3 separate regions of the Mus musculus genome follow, and regions 1 and 2 are each linked to region 3. A link is a contact called in public HiChIP or PLAC-seq and promoter capture Hi-C data. All regions are on one chromosome and are shown on one strand. Each heading gives the region's core, a stretch centred on a gene start, on an enhancer-like site or on the middle of the called end of the contact. The rest is flanking DNA. Distances are from core to core; before and after follow the strand shown.

Region 1 (4,200 bases), core at 460-2,959, 440 kb before region 3:
CTGGGACCCCTGGAGAAGAAGGCTGATGAATTCACAACACCTCGCCCCACCCGTCCAGAACCATAAGGACGTCCACCCTCCCAGACTCCAGGACAACACACCTGACTTGCTTTCATGCTTCGGAGATTCCTGGGGGCTCACAGGGCTGCTGCTTGGGGTTCCCCTGTAGGAAGACGAGGCCCGAAGAGTCACTGTTCCTTTCCCAGTGCAGATTTTGGTAGGGTCCATGTCTGAAAAGGAAAGATCCAAACGGGAGGGTGTGAGCCAAGACTTCTGAGGGAGCAGGATAGTCCAGTCCGTGAGCAGATGGTTATAGCGGAGGACTGAGACGAACCTGGTTACATCTAAGCCTACTCTTCAAACATCTACGACCAATGAGAATTAATCGGTACAGCGGTACACCAGCATTGTGAAATTAGGGAAAAGAGGCAAGGTAAGCTCTGAGGAAATGCATGAGTTACAATGTCAGCTGAAAACATTTACCAGTGGAAGGAAGCTGGCTCATTCCTTCTACGAAATGAACTTTGGGTTGCTAAGCAGACTACTGGCCAGTTAGTAAGGCATGGTTCACAGGAGAGTTTGTGAAAGGGCTCTCAAGCTTGCTGATCCCCTTCTCACCAAAAAAAAAAAAAAAAAAAGCAAGCTGGCAATGTGGCACCTCGGGGATGCTCTCATTGGTGAATACCCCTGAACTACGGGACAGAGGGAGGTGCTGTTCACAGATGGGAGCTTTCACACTCAGGCATAATGAGAAAACAGGAAGGTGGCCAGACAGGCTTGGTCACACTCAACAGTGTCTTCTGAACCTCTCTATAGTCTATAGACTCCTCACTGTCCACAGGCAGAGGCAAGGTCCATACCAGCCTGGACATCTTTAGGAAGACCCGCAAAGCAGTCTCCTGAATCCAGGGCTACATGTCCCCAGTCCCTCTGCAAATGCCTTAAACCACAGATGATACTCAGCCTATGGGAGCAATCTTTCCTATACAAACAGACGTGCTTTTGATAAAGTTTAATGTATGAGTTGGGCACAGTAATAAGACTGGCAACAGTGACTCTGATAAAATGGTAGCGTTATAACATTGTTATACGTTATTTCATTATATAAAAGTGATTTCAATAAAAAGTGTGTTGTTTGTTTCCAGTTAACATTTTTCACTTAATATTTAATAACTTCATTTCATATTTCTGACTGTGGTTCACTGTAACTAACTGACTCTGTGGCTAACAGAGGCCTGCTGTCTTTAGCAGGCTGAGTGTCCCTCCTTCAGGAAAGTCAGTAACGAGGCAGGGAAGGAGAACAGACCACGCTACTTCTCAGAGCACAGAGCCAAGTGTTTCTATGCAGCTAAGTCAAGTCAACTCCACACTTACTTCCTACATCCCCACACCTGCCAAACTGCTCAGAGTCCAGCTTCCTGATCTAAAATTACCACAATGAGGATGAGAGGGCGAGGCTGGAGCTTACAGCGTGTCTTTGGGTGGGACTCAACACCCTGCCCATGTCTGTTTGGGGGTGGGGTGGGGGGAAGTAATGAGAAAGCAAGTTTCCTTTCCCCCTGCTCTTTATTCCTGCCCCCAACACCCCCTCTTCCATGGGGAGGAAACCACAAAACTCACAGCACATCCCAGACCACATGGCAACCCCAGGGAGCGCCTAGCCCCATCAAGAGAGTAAGTGACTGGTGTTATAAAACTATTAGGAAAGCCAAACCTTGGTCATAGGAACATCAGGCAAACTGGCAAATCTACAGCCCAGCTGTACGATCCTGGACGCATAGCCAGATCTGTCCAACTTCTGAGCTCCACCCATCCCACTCTGACTACACAGAACTTTGAATCAGAAATGTACACCCCCCCCCCCACCTCTTGGAGAGGAGAGGCAGGAAGGAACTGCAGGCGAAGCCAGAGAGGGGCTGGAGTGCTCTGGGAAATGGCCCTGAGTATCACACGGGGAGTCACCATCCAACATCTACAGGAGCTGCTTCACATTCAGCCTGACTCAGAGGTTTGAGGCCAGGCTAACTCTCCCGGAAACACAGTTTTCACAGAAGTATTGGGAGTTGCAAACTTCTCAGGAGAGAGCCCCACTACAAAGAAGGTTCAGCCTCTACAGTAAGCCTTCTAAAGCAAGGAAGACAAGGCTGCAGCCTCAGGCTCTTCCCTTACTCCTCCCTGGCTTACACACTTGCAGACAGACCACACACACGCACACGCACACGCACACTCGCGCGCGCGCGCACACACGCACACACAGAGGAAACAACTTAGGGAGAGGAAATGCCTTCTACACATGCGAGGATTAGGGCTCACAGTATGGTGTTAGGAGCAAAGAAGGAAAGAAACCATGCATGATCGGACAATTAAAAGAAACAGCCCCAAAGAGAGATACCTGGAGGGAGTACTAGGCCTGAAGGGCTTTTCACTGTCTTCACGGGAATTATTTTAACAGCAGATATAGAGCGAGCACGGAAAGGGTCGGCTGTTGGAAACACAAGAGGGTAAACGGTGCATCCAGAAACAACATTTGGGAGCCGCTCAGGCAAGTCGAGGAACTGTGTGGGGACAATAGGAGGAAACTGCCTACGCCACAAGAACAATGAAGAGAGCCGTGGATGCAGTCCTTAAAAATAGCCTGCTTTCTCTCTCTGGGGTTCTGGGCCAAGATGGCTGAAGCTTTCTGAGGCCATCACTCAGATGGAGTTGATCCATGGGTATTGGCAGCCCCTGGCACAGGGAGCTTGCCAGGGCTGGACAGAGATGTACAGAGACACAGATGGCCTGGCAAGTAGAGGAAGGGGGATACAATCAGAGTACGAGGTGTCCCTTAGGAACAGTGGGTCATCTGCTGTACAACCGGGAATTTGAGGACGGGGCCATGGCTGTAGGTTGAGTGCAGCTAAAAGGGGGAATGCCCTTGTAGACTGCCTGGTCCTTCAGGCCTCAAAGCTGCTTCTTTCAAAGCATACCTTTTAGGGTCCTGTACCTGCTCTGACCCCCATCTGCTGGGAAACAGATGGTGCTGCTTAATCCCACTCTTTGCTAGAAAAGAGGTGCCAAGTGGATGAGGAAGGCTCTGGACAGCACCCCAGTACACAGCGCTGGATGCCGAGACCCCATTTCTTGCCTGCCTAGACCACCCATCTCAATGACAGGCACATCACCAAACCTCCCTTGCAGATGCAGCATGGTGCCAGAGTAACCCCAATGGACTGTGCCCAGGGGTCTCAGAGTCACAGAAAACAGAATGACACGGGGTAGGTCTGCTTGGAAATAAGAGACTATTGACTCAGCACCACGTGACTGGGATTGCCAAGTGGGCAGGAAGGAATGGAAGGAAAGTGGACAGCGCCCATTCTGTCCATCCTGCTGCTGCTTCGGAAGGCACACAGCACGCACACAGTCTATGTTTACAATAACTGAGACAGGAGCGACAATTCTGCATAGATCTAGATTGAATGAACTTCTCACAGGAATCCTGTTCACTGTACCTTACAATCACTTGGGAGACTGCGCTGGGGTGGGAAGCAGATTTGGGGTGCTGTTTTCAGCCAATCACTCAGTCACTTGTTCTACCTTTGTTCTCAAGTGCAGAGGCTGAGGCAGGAGCCCAGTTATCCTGGCTCGGTGTCCATTGCAGGCCATTCTGATGACCTTTAGGTTACACCTGTCTCCTTGTTTCCTACCAAACGTGAGTCTAGCTAAGGCAGAGGGAAGCCATCACTACTGCTGTGATGTATCTCACACACACATCCTCCCCCCCCCAACATCACACACAAACTCTTTTAATAAAAGTTTCTTCTATATACAGATTTAAAGAGTGAAACTGGTGATCCCAGGATTTCAGAAGCCCCTCCCATGCTCCCAGTTTAAATATTCCCTTGCAGCCCTCCCACAGCACGCCCCCCCTCAATATTCCCTACGTGCAAGACAGCCAAGACAGCCCCAAGACCCTAAGAGTATAGCTCACAAGAACTGAATGGAGGAGGGCAGCAAGCTAGGGAGGTGAGGGATAAAAATGGCATAGATGTCCTGTGCCCAAGGAACTCAGCCTCATGCCACCCAGGCCTCCCACCCCTCATCTTCTGCCCTCTGTCTTCTCTCTCCGGAGGATTCCTCCTGAGTGCACATCTTGCCTTTTCAAAGGGGATATTTGGGTGCATTTGATGAAAATTACAAAAGCTAAATATGACAAACTCT
Region 2 (4,030 bases), core at 117-2,616, 380 kb after region 3:
ATGAACTGAGGGAATGAAATGGCCCAGACCTGATGGGCCACTGTGCCCAGAGGAACCACTCTGATCGCCTCAAGTATCCTCAAGGCCTCTTATCCCTTATTTTTGCACACCAGAAGCGAATCAATCAGGTTGGGCAATGGACAAAGGAAAACACTACTAACGGGTTCTCGGCCACCATCCAGGAGCAGCCTCAAGGTAGTCTGAGTCCTGCACCTGCTTGGGTCCCAGCTAGTAACTGCTCTTGACTTTGATACGTTTGGGTCCTTTGCGGACAGATACTTAGTAACCTTTGCTGGGATGCTTTATCACCCCCCATCTATCTCTTGCCGCACATCCCAAAACAGGGTTAGTAGCTGGAGGGAAGCAGGCCCTGTAGCTGGGGCAAAGGTTTGTGCTCAAATGCTGGCGTGCCCGGTGCAGTCCTGGGGCGCAGCTTCCTGGTGGAATTAGAGCACCTGCTGACTTCCATCTCAGTCGGGTGCTGAGGAGACTGCGGGGGTAGGGGCACGGGTGGGGGGGAAGCTGGAGCAATTCAAGTCGTGGGCGTTCTCCCTAGGGGACTCTTCCTTCTGTCCTGTGAAGCTTTTTTGTCTGTCTTCTAATCTCTTCCCAAGAGTAACTACAGATCTTGGAAACTTCGCGGGAAACTTCCAACTGCTGTGAACTCCGATGAAGCCAGCTACTCCATCGGACAGAGCCTGGAGCGCCGCGCCCAGCCAGGCTCGACTCCTGCAGTGTCTGGAGGTAGCGGGTGCCTAGAGGCTGACAGGCGACCCGAGCCCACCGTGCACCACACAGGCTTTGCTTTCCACATCCGCCAGAATTCCCTATGGGACCGATCCTGCGGCCGCCACCCGATGTGCACTGCTAACCTGGGACCAGGATGTCCTCCTGGACTTGGAGGAGTACTAAAGCAGTTTCCCGCAGACATTGTCCTCCCCCTCCCGCGGGAGCCGGGGACATCTCTCAGGAGCGGAGTGGCCCGCCTTGCCCACCCCTCATTTGCATTTCAAAGGCAAACTTCAGCCCGACTTGCCCGGAGACTAGGACAGCCAGCGGTGGTACCTACCAGCTTTGCAGGGGTCGTGGTAATGCAGCTGCTGCTCCGTGCCCTCCTCGCCTTCCAAGGCTCCGTAGTCCAAGGCGACATTCGAATGGTCCCCAGTCACTTCAGCACCGCGGGGCAGCGGTAGCAGCAACAGTAGCACCAGGGTGCCAAGAGTGGTCGCAAGGGGCATAGTGGCAAGGGGTCGGCGGGGCCCGAGGGACTTAACCTGCACAGAAAGCTCGGATCCAGAGAGACACCACGTACAGGGTCGGTTGTGGTGGCTGCTGCTTGGCTGCCAGGCACCGGTAGGGTACCAAGCAAGCCCAGTAAGGCGTTCTCGTCCGGCCTGGACACCCGGGAAGCCGCTGCTAAACACGACTTGCCCAGAGGCCAAGGCTGCGGTGGCTGTGATTGTGCTGGCGGCGGCAGCGGTAGGAACAGTGGCCGCTCCGCCCCTCTCCACCAGGGCTGGACCACACGCCCTCTCCAAGGGCCCCGGACAGCCAATCACTTATGCGTCCTAGGCGAGGCCCCTCCTCTTCCCTGCACCTCCGTAACTTCGGAGGAACCCAAGCAAACCGAAGATGCTGACAAGTGTTGGGCTCCCCGGGGCGCACGCCCACCTGGCCGAATGCAATCTTGTTTTGACACTGTGGTGCGCGCAACACTGCTCAACATTGAGGCTAGACTTCGCGCCCTACCTCCTTCTAGTAACTCATTTCACAACTCCCAGATGCACGCGTGGCAGGACGCAGGAGGGCCAGCAGCTTTGGTGTGTGTGAGTAGTCCTGGACACCTCGCTGCTGCCAACTTCGTGCTTTCGAAATTCGTTTCTCTGCAGAATGCAGTGTGTCTCACATGCCTCAGCAAAGGGGGCGAGGAGGGGGGAATGAGCAGGATTCTCTCCACTCTTTCAACAGCCCTGGTCCCACCAGCACAGGTGCGTGCTGCAGCACCCACCAAACCCGAAGTTGTGGGTGGGACTTGTAAGGATGGATAACGATGAGCTTATCCTTCAGTAAAACTGTCCCAATTGGGATGCTTTTGATAGTCAAAGACTCACAAATGAGCAACACTGTTATTTAAAGTTACAGACATACCAAGCAAGCCTTGCCGTTAGTTTGATAAAATAAAAATGAGCGATTCTTTAAATCTGGTTATTTTTGTGCCAGTGAAAAACATGCACCCAGATTATTTAGGGAGATAATCAGACGTTATTTGAAACTCGCTTATGTGATGTACCTTCAATGTTAAAAAAACTGTCAGAACTGATCCACTCTGACATACATTATTAACCGCAAGGATTTTCAAAGATCCTTTTATACAAGTAAATTGCCCTAATCAAGCATTATAGCACGTCAATGTGCTGTGAAGATTTGTGAGTGCATCACATCCAGAGTTTTTGTTTTTTGTTTTTGTTTTTTTAAATTAACTGCAGGAAGAAAGGTGGACTAAATTTCTCTTTGGGGCTTGTTACCACATGGTTTCCTAGCTGCTAAATGACAAAGCAGTCCAAAGCTGGGCTTTACACCAGGCTCCAAATGTCTCATCCTATCATCATCTGCCTTATCTATTAACTAGAACAACAGTTTCTTCAAACCAGGACAGGTAGTGATTAACCAAAGAAAAGTGTTTCACGAAGCATTTTATTTTGTTCTGAATCTCACTTAGTAATGGAGGGCTGACCCTGTCTGAGGCTGTCATCAAATGAGCACGGAAGTTATAGTCAGGTTAGGCAAGATCTGCTAGAACTGGCAGGTGAGAGGAGGGGACTTGAGAGGAAGAGCTGGCACCAAATGGCAAGGAAGGCCAAGTGGCCACTAAAATAGAGCATCAGTGGAGGAGGTTGGATGGCACTTCTGCCTGACTGCTGGAGGGAGTCAAACCCAACGCCACAGTTCGCTATATGCACCCAGTGAAGGTCACCACCTGTCAATAGATAAGGCCACAAAAGCGACATCTAAAGGGCTAACAAACTTCTGTGACACTTCCAGGCTTCCAGATGGCCCTAAGAAAACAGCCAATTGGCTTCCTCATTAACAGAGAATTCTGGAAGGCAGACATTAGAGGCTGGTCTTTGGCAAGCACATAAGCTGGAGCCTTTATTGCCCCTAATCGCCACCGGGTGGGTTAGCTGCCAGTCTTTTCATCAATTCCCTTTATCCAAATATTTTGAAGACCCATGCTCGTAGATAAGCACGCTACTCAGCTCTGTGTGAGGCTTGTTTGGATGTTTCTCTGGCTGTTGACCAATAGGTTAAGCAGCAAATGTTGGAACTGTCAGGAAGTTCAGATGGGAATGACTGAAGAGTCAATACTTTGAATGGTCAATACTTTGAACACGTCTACAGCTCCATTACACCATTACACACATTTCTCTCATAGCAAGCTAATATGGATATATGGATTTTTTTTTTTTTTGAGACAGGGTTTCTATGTAGCTCTGGCTGGCCTCAGATTCAGAGATCCTCCTGCCTCTGCTTTCCAAGAGCTGGGAGTAAATGCACGCGCCACACTTGCTTCCTCTTTTGAGACACTCTTGCCAAGGTGACCGCAAACTTGTAATCCTCCTGACTCGGTTTCTAAGTGATGGGATTATAGACCTGTATCATCATGTTCTGCGCAAATAAACTAAGTGTATTTCAAATCTAAATCCAGGGTTGTTTGGAGAGATGGCTCAGCAGTCAAGAGCACTGGCTGTTCTTTCAGAGGGCTTTGGTTTAAATCCCAGTTCCACTAACCCCCTGGAACTACAGTCCTCTTTTGGCCTCCTTGGGCACCAGGCACACACAAGTAATACAGGCATACTTGTAGGCAAAACACTTATACATACAAAATAAAAGTCTAATCTCACGGGAGAAGTGGAGGGCAATGTGGAATAGCCTTTACGGCCTCCTGTTCGACTTAGTACTACTTCCTATGCTTATGTGTGTTATCTCTTCAGCATCTTTGGCCCTGTGGAAATCCTTACGTGGTCTTTGC
Region 3 (3,659 bases), core at 1,131-3,630:
ATAAAGACCTGCATACTTCTGAGAAGATACAACAAAAGACACAGCAGTAGTGGTGCCTCTGGGAAAAGGCCACCTCTGGAAGAAGTGGAGAAAGGAGTCTGCCAGTTAGTATGCATAGTTTTATATTGGTTTTATGGTTTTTTTGTTTTGGTTTGGTTTGGGTTTTTTTTTTTTTTTTTTTTTTTTTTTTTTGCCTTTTGCTTGCATTTATTTTAAAGTGTTTTCTTTTTGACAAAAAGCAATGGCTTTCTTTTCTTTTTTAACTTTTAAATACATTCTGTGTATTTGGTTTACAGTGTTTTGGTTTTTGTGGTACAGTAGCTTGAAGCCAGGGACTCGGGTACGTTGGGCAAGCCCTGTACTGCTCATCCCCCTCCCCCAGTTCTCAGCGCACAGCGTCTGATGAACACGTGCATTGAGTACAGAGAGCTTCATGAAGAATTCTCTCCCCTGCGTGCTCCGATGTTAGTGTCTTGGCTGCCAGAGCGTGGTGGCTTCCGACTGCCGGAAGTGCCCGCAGTCCCAAAAGCCTTCCAGAGAATCAGCTCCCACCCTCATCTCTTGCAACCCAACTCGAGGTTCCATTCTCTGTTGTGCGGGTGCCTTGCCCGGTTCGCTCTGAAACCTTTGCTAGTGTCTTTTGAAGTTTGGATTATCTTTACTGAAGTGGAAAACTGCCCTCTACTTTCCTTCCAAAATGGAACCCTGTCGTGTTTACTGTCCCCTCTGCTGGCATGCCCATCCACCATCTAGATAGCCAGTCGCTTCCCCTCAGGCCTTTGCATGGCTTCCCTATCATAAAACGTCGGCCTATCCACCTATCTAGCCTTTCACTTTGTTTGCCTTACAGCACTTGTTACCGTGTGGTATGGATTTATCTTTCATTTATTATGACTTTTCTCTTCCCAGTAGAATGTAAACTGTGGGAACACAGAGTTGAAGTGCCTTCTGCCCAGCTCACTCTAAAGGGATGAAAAAAATAGTAAGACCGAAATTCCTTTTAGGAATGTAGACTCTAGAGAGACCACCAGAGACATACACAGGCATGAACAAGGATGAATACTGGCATCTTATAAAGAGCCATCTAAGTCTAGAATAATACATGATTTCTGAACCGGTCTCTCCCGGCAAACAACGTGTTCAAAGTAGACTGTAGGACAACCTGCTTATTACAGGATCGCATAGGCAATTATAGTCTGTGACCCACTTTTCTGAAAAGGTTCTTAAGAAAGGCCTGGACCCTAAATCATTTGGAAGCCAAAAGCTGCTTAGTAGTCGTGAATTGGAAACTGAGTACTACTTAAATACCATAAATGACATGGAAATTTTAGCCAGATAACGTCCTTTCCCTCTACTAGTAGTCTCTTCCCGAAATGCACCGGGCTAGGCTGGGTTCTGCCAATTTTCACGTGCATGCTTCCAGTTTCTTCCCATCATTTCCTGAACCCCTGCTCTCCCCAGGCATTGTATAACACTGTCACACAGGGGTCTGCAGCAGCCCTTCCGGGATGGATGCAAATACCAGGGTGATAAGCCATGCTCCCGAAGTGTGCACTCATCCTTTTCTGTACTAGCCCTTTGTCACTCTTCCTCTTTCTAAACAAAATATTCAAAGTAAGGGGTGAGGTCTCATGATTTATGTTTAAATATTGAAGGAAGTCGCTTTACAGTCTCTGGAAAATTGAGGGAACCCATCTACTTCTTTTGGGGTGGTCCTCCAGACACTCTCAAATACAACTGATGGGGTTTCTGTTACATTTCCAGCCCCAGCCAATCGCCTCAATTGACGCTGGAGTGTTCCCACCGTTTAGGGTCTCTTCCTTGACCACCACAGATGGTCAATTACATCCATTATGGATCTGACAAGCCAGGTTGCTAAAGATGTCAATTCCAGTCGCAACTCGCGCGAATCGCCGAAGTGAAAGCAACAAGAAGAGCTGAGTTAGAAGAGCTAAAAGGAGTACTGGGTTTAGAGGGGAGACTGGAGCAGAACTCGACAACCAAAGCGCCTTAGGGACTGGTAAGAGCTAAAGCCCATTCGGAAGGCTTAGGGTAGGGGGAGGATCCCGGAGAGCAGCCCCTCGGAAGTGAGACAGCGGGCCAGATCCGCGCTGCCAAGTTTTAATCCCGGGGCTGAGACATCGCATCTTTCTTTGCCAGCACCCGGGACCCATCAAAGATTCTCTGCAGGTGAGCGGCCCTCGGGCGCCGACAGACCGCGGAGGCTGCAGAGCGAGACCGCCCGGCACCGGGCAGGGGCCCGGGAGACGGAGTAGCACCTGGCTCGGCCCGGCCGCCGATTGGACGGCGAGGCGCGACCCCGCTGTATCGCGAGAGCCGATTGGCAGCGCGGGGCGGCCCGTGCCCCGGCGCTGGCTTTGTACGGCGAGCCGCCTGCCGGTCCTTTAACAATGGGCGGCGCGAGCGCCCGGGTGCTGGGCCCTAGCTGAGGCGGGGGCTTCGCGGCCGACGGTCCGCGGCATGAACGCTGCCGGCGCCCCGTGCACGCCGGCCGGGCTGGGGCTCTGAGGGCCGCGGTTCCGGGTAAGAAACCGCGTGGGCCGGGCAGGCCTGCGGGAGCGCAGCGAGGCGAGGGGAAGCGAGGCGCGGAGCACGGCCGCCCGCCCGGCCTTTTGTTTGCCGCTCCGGGTCCGCGCTGCGGCGGGCGCACCGCAGACCCCCAGGGTGGTGGAGCGTGCGGGGCTGTCGGCGCGGACCTGGTGTCGCGCGCTGGTCACTCTCCATTCCGGCGACGTTCTGACAATGTCAGGGCTCCCGCGCCTAAGTGCAGGCGGCTGAGGTCGAACCCAGAACTCGGAGAGCCCGAGGTGGGCCGTCCCGCCCGGAGCTTTCAGAGCTCGCACCTTTCTGCAGTTCTTGCAGCGGGCGATTGCAGACGACTGGGTAGATCAGGCCTTGCTGGCGTTGGAAGATGGCTCGGGGTCGGGTCAGGTGAAGAGGAGCAGCCGCACGGGGTGACCTGAGATCGCATCCCTGGAGGAGGGGGCGCGGAGGATCGCGGGGGGACTGGGGGGGGGGGGAGTTGCTGGCCGTGACCGCGTCTGGGGCGTGTCTTCCAGACTGAAGTTGCGGCGTCTGGCCGGGCGCACCTCCGGCTTCCATGGAGCTGGAGGGGCAGTGGTGGCGAGGACAGCTGGCTGCGGATATTCACCAGGCGCTTCGGTACAAGGTAACTCCCGAGACCCGACTTTCCCCATCCCGGCTCTTGTGCTTCCTGGAAAGGCCAGTCAGGTTCTTTACTCTCTACCTTCCAGGCCAGAGAAGGCGAGTTTGCTCATTTGTCAAAGTTAATTAACTTCTTCCTTCCCTGGGCTGCATCCGAAGAACCTGTAAATGTGGAGAAGACTGGGGCGTGGTAGTTGGGAGAAGGAAGGTGGATGGTGTTCCGATGTTGCCAGGTCGACCATGGGTGTGTGTGTGTGTGTGTGTGTCTGTCTGTCTGTCTGTCTGTGTCTGTGTGTGAGTGAACAGCCCTCCTTGTTTCGTACATGCTGTTGCATGAAGCTGGTGTAAGCCCTGTACATAACTCAGTTCTCCAACCTTTCCCCAAACCTGCTCTGAGACTTCGGACAACTTAATTTTCTCTTTCTCAGTTTCCTCGTCTGTAAAAGGAGAAATAACAACGACAGAACGTCCTT

Evidence for each region. Promoter capture Hi-C pulls out the DNA fragments that hold promoters and counts their contacts. HiChIP or PLAC-seq counts read pairs in DNA pulled down with a chosen protein or histone mark.
Region 1: a contact with region 3 is called in a promoter capture Hi-C map of the HPC-7 cell line, with 5 times the contacts expected there. The contact joins the enhancer-like site here to the promoter of Ccnj in region 3. A contact is called at or near these places in 5 of 39 promoter capture datasets (the HPC-7 cell line, cranial neural crest, frontonasal cranial neural crest and 2 more), 1 of 115 datasets of contacts at active chromatin or transcription factors (pancreatic cancer cells) and 3 of 9 other capture datasets (adipose tissue, liver and macrophages).
Region 2: a contact with region 3 is called in an H3K4me3 HiChIP or PLAC-seq map of embryonic stem cells, with 2.2 times the contacts expected there. The contact joins the promoter of Tll2 here to the promoter of Ccnj in region 3. A contact is called at or near these places in 1 of 39 promoter capture datasets (cranial neural crest) and 2 of 115 datasets of contacts at active chromatin or transcription factors (embryonic stem cells and large pre-B cells).

The regions. Positions count from the first base shown.
Region 1 is chr19:40,393,287-40,397,486 of GRCm38.p6, forward strand. Sorbs1 (sorbin and SH3 domain containing 1) reads right to left here. Exons shown (of 29, transcript NM_178362.1): 5 at 102-230. Among named protein-coding and RNA genes, the nearest start is that of A930028N01Rik, 99 kb to the left of the region's middle. Within about 2 kb of position 1,710, at least 48 of the 459 cell types and tissues checked have an H3K27ac peak or open chromatin away from gene starts, as enhancers often do. A contact at or near this core is called in the HPC-7 cell line, adipose tissue and liver, where this site is marked.
Region 2 is chr19:41,205,408-41,209,437 of GRCm38.p6, forward strand. Tll2 (tolloid-like 2) reads right to left here and starts at 1,367. Exons shown (of 21, transcript NM_011904.4): 1 at 1,070-1,367. The coding sequence starts at 1,238.
Region 3 is chr19:40,828,899-40,832,557 of GRCm38.p6, forward strand. Ccnj (cyclin J) reads left to right here and starts at 2,381. Exons shown (of 6, transcript NM_172839.4): 1 at 2,381-2,544; 2 at 3,081-3,190. The coding sequence starts at 3,122. Cc2d2b (coiled-coil and C2 domain containing 2B) reads left to right here. Exons shown (of 35, transcript NM_001376940.1): 35 at 1-880.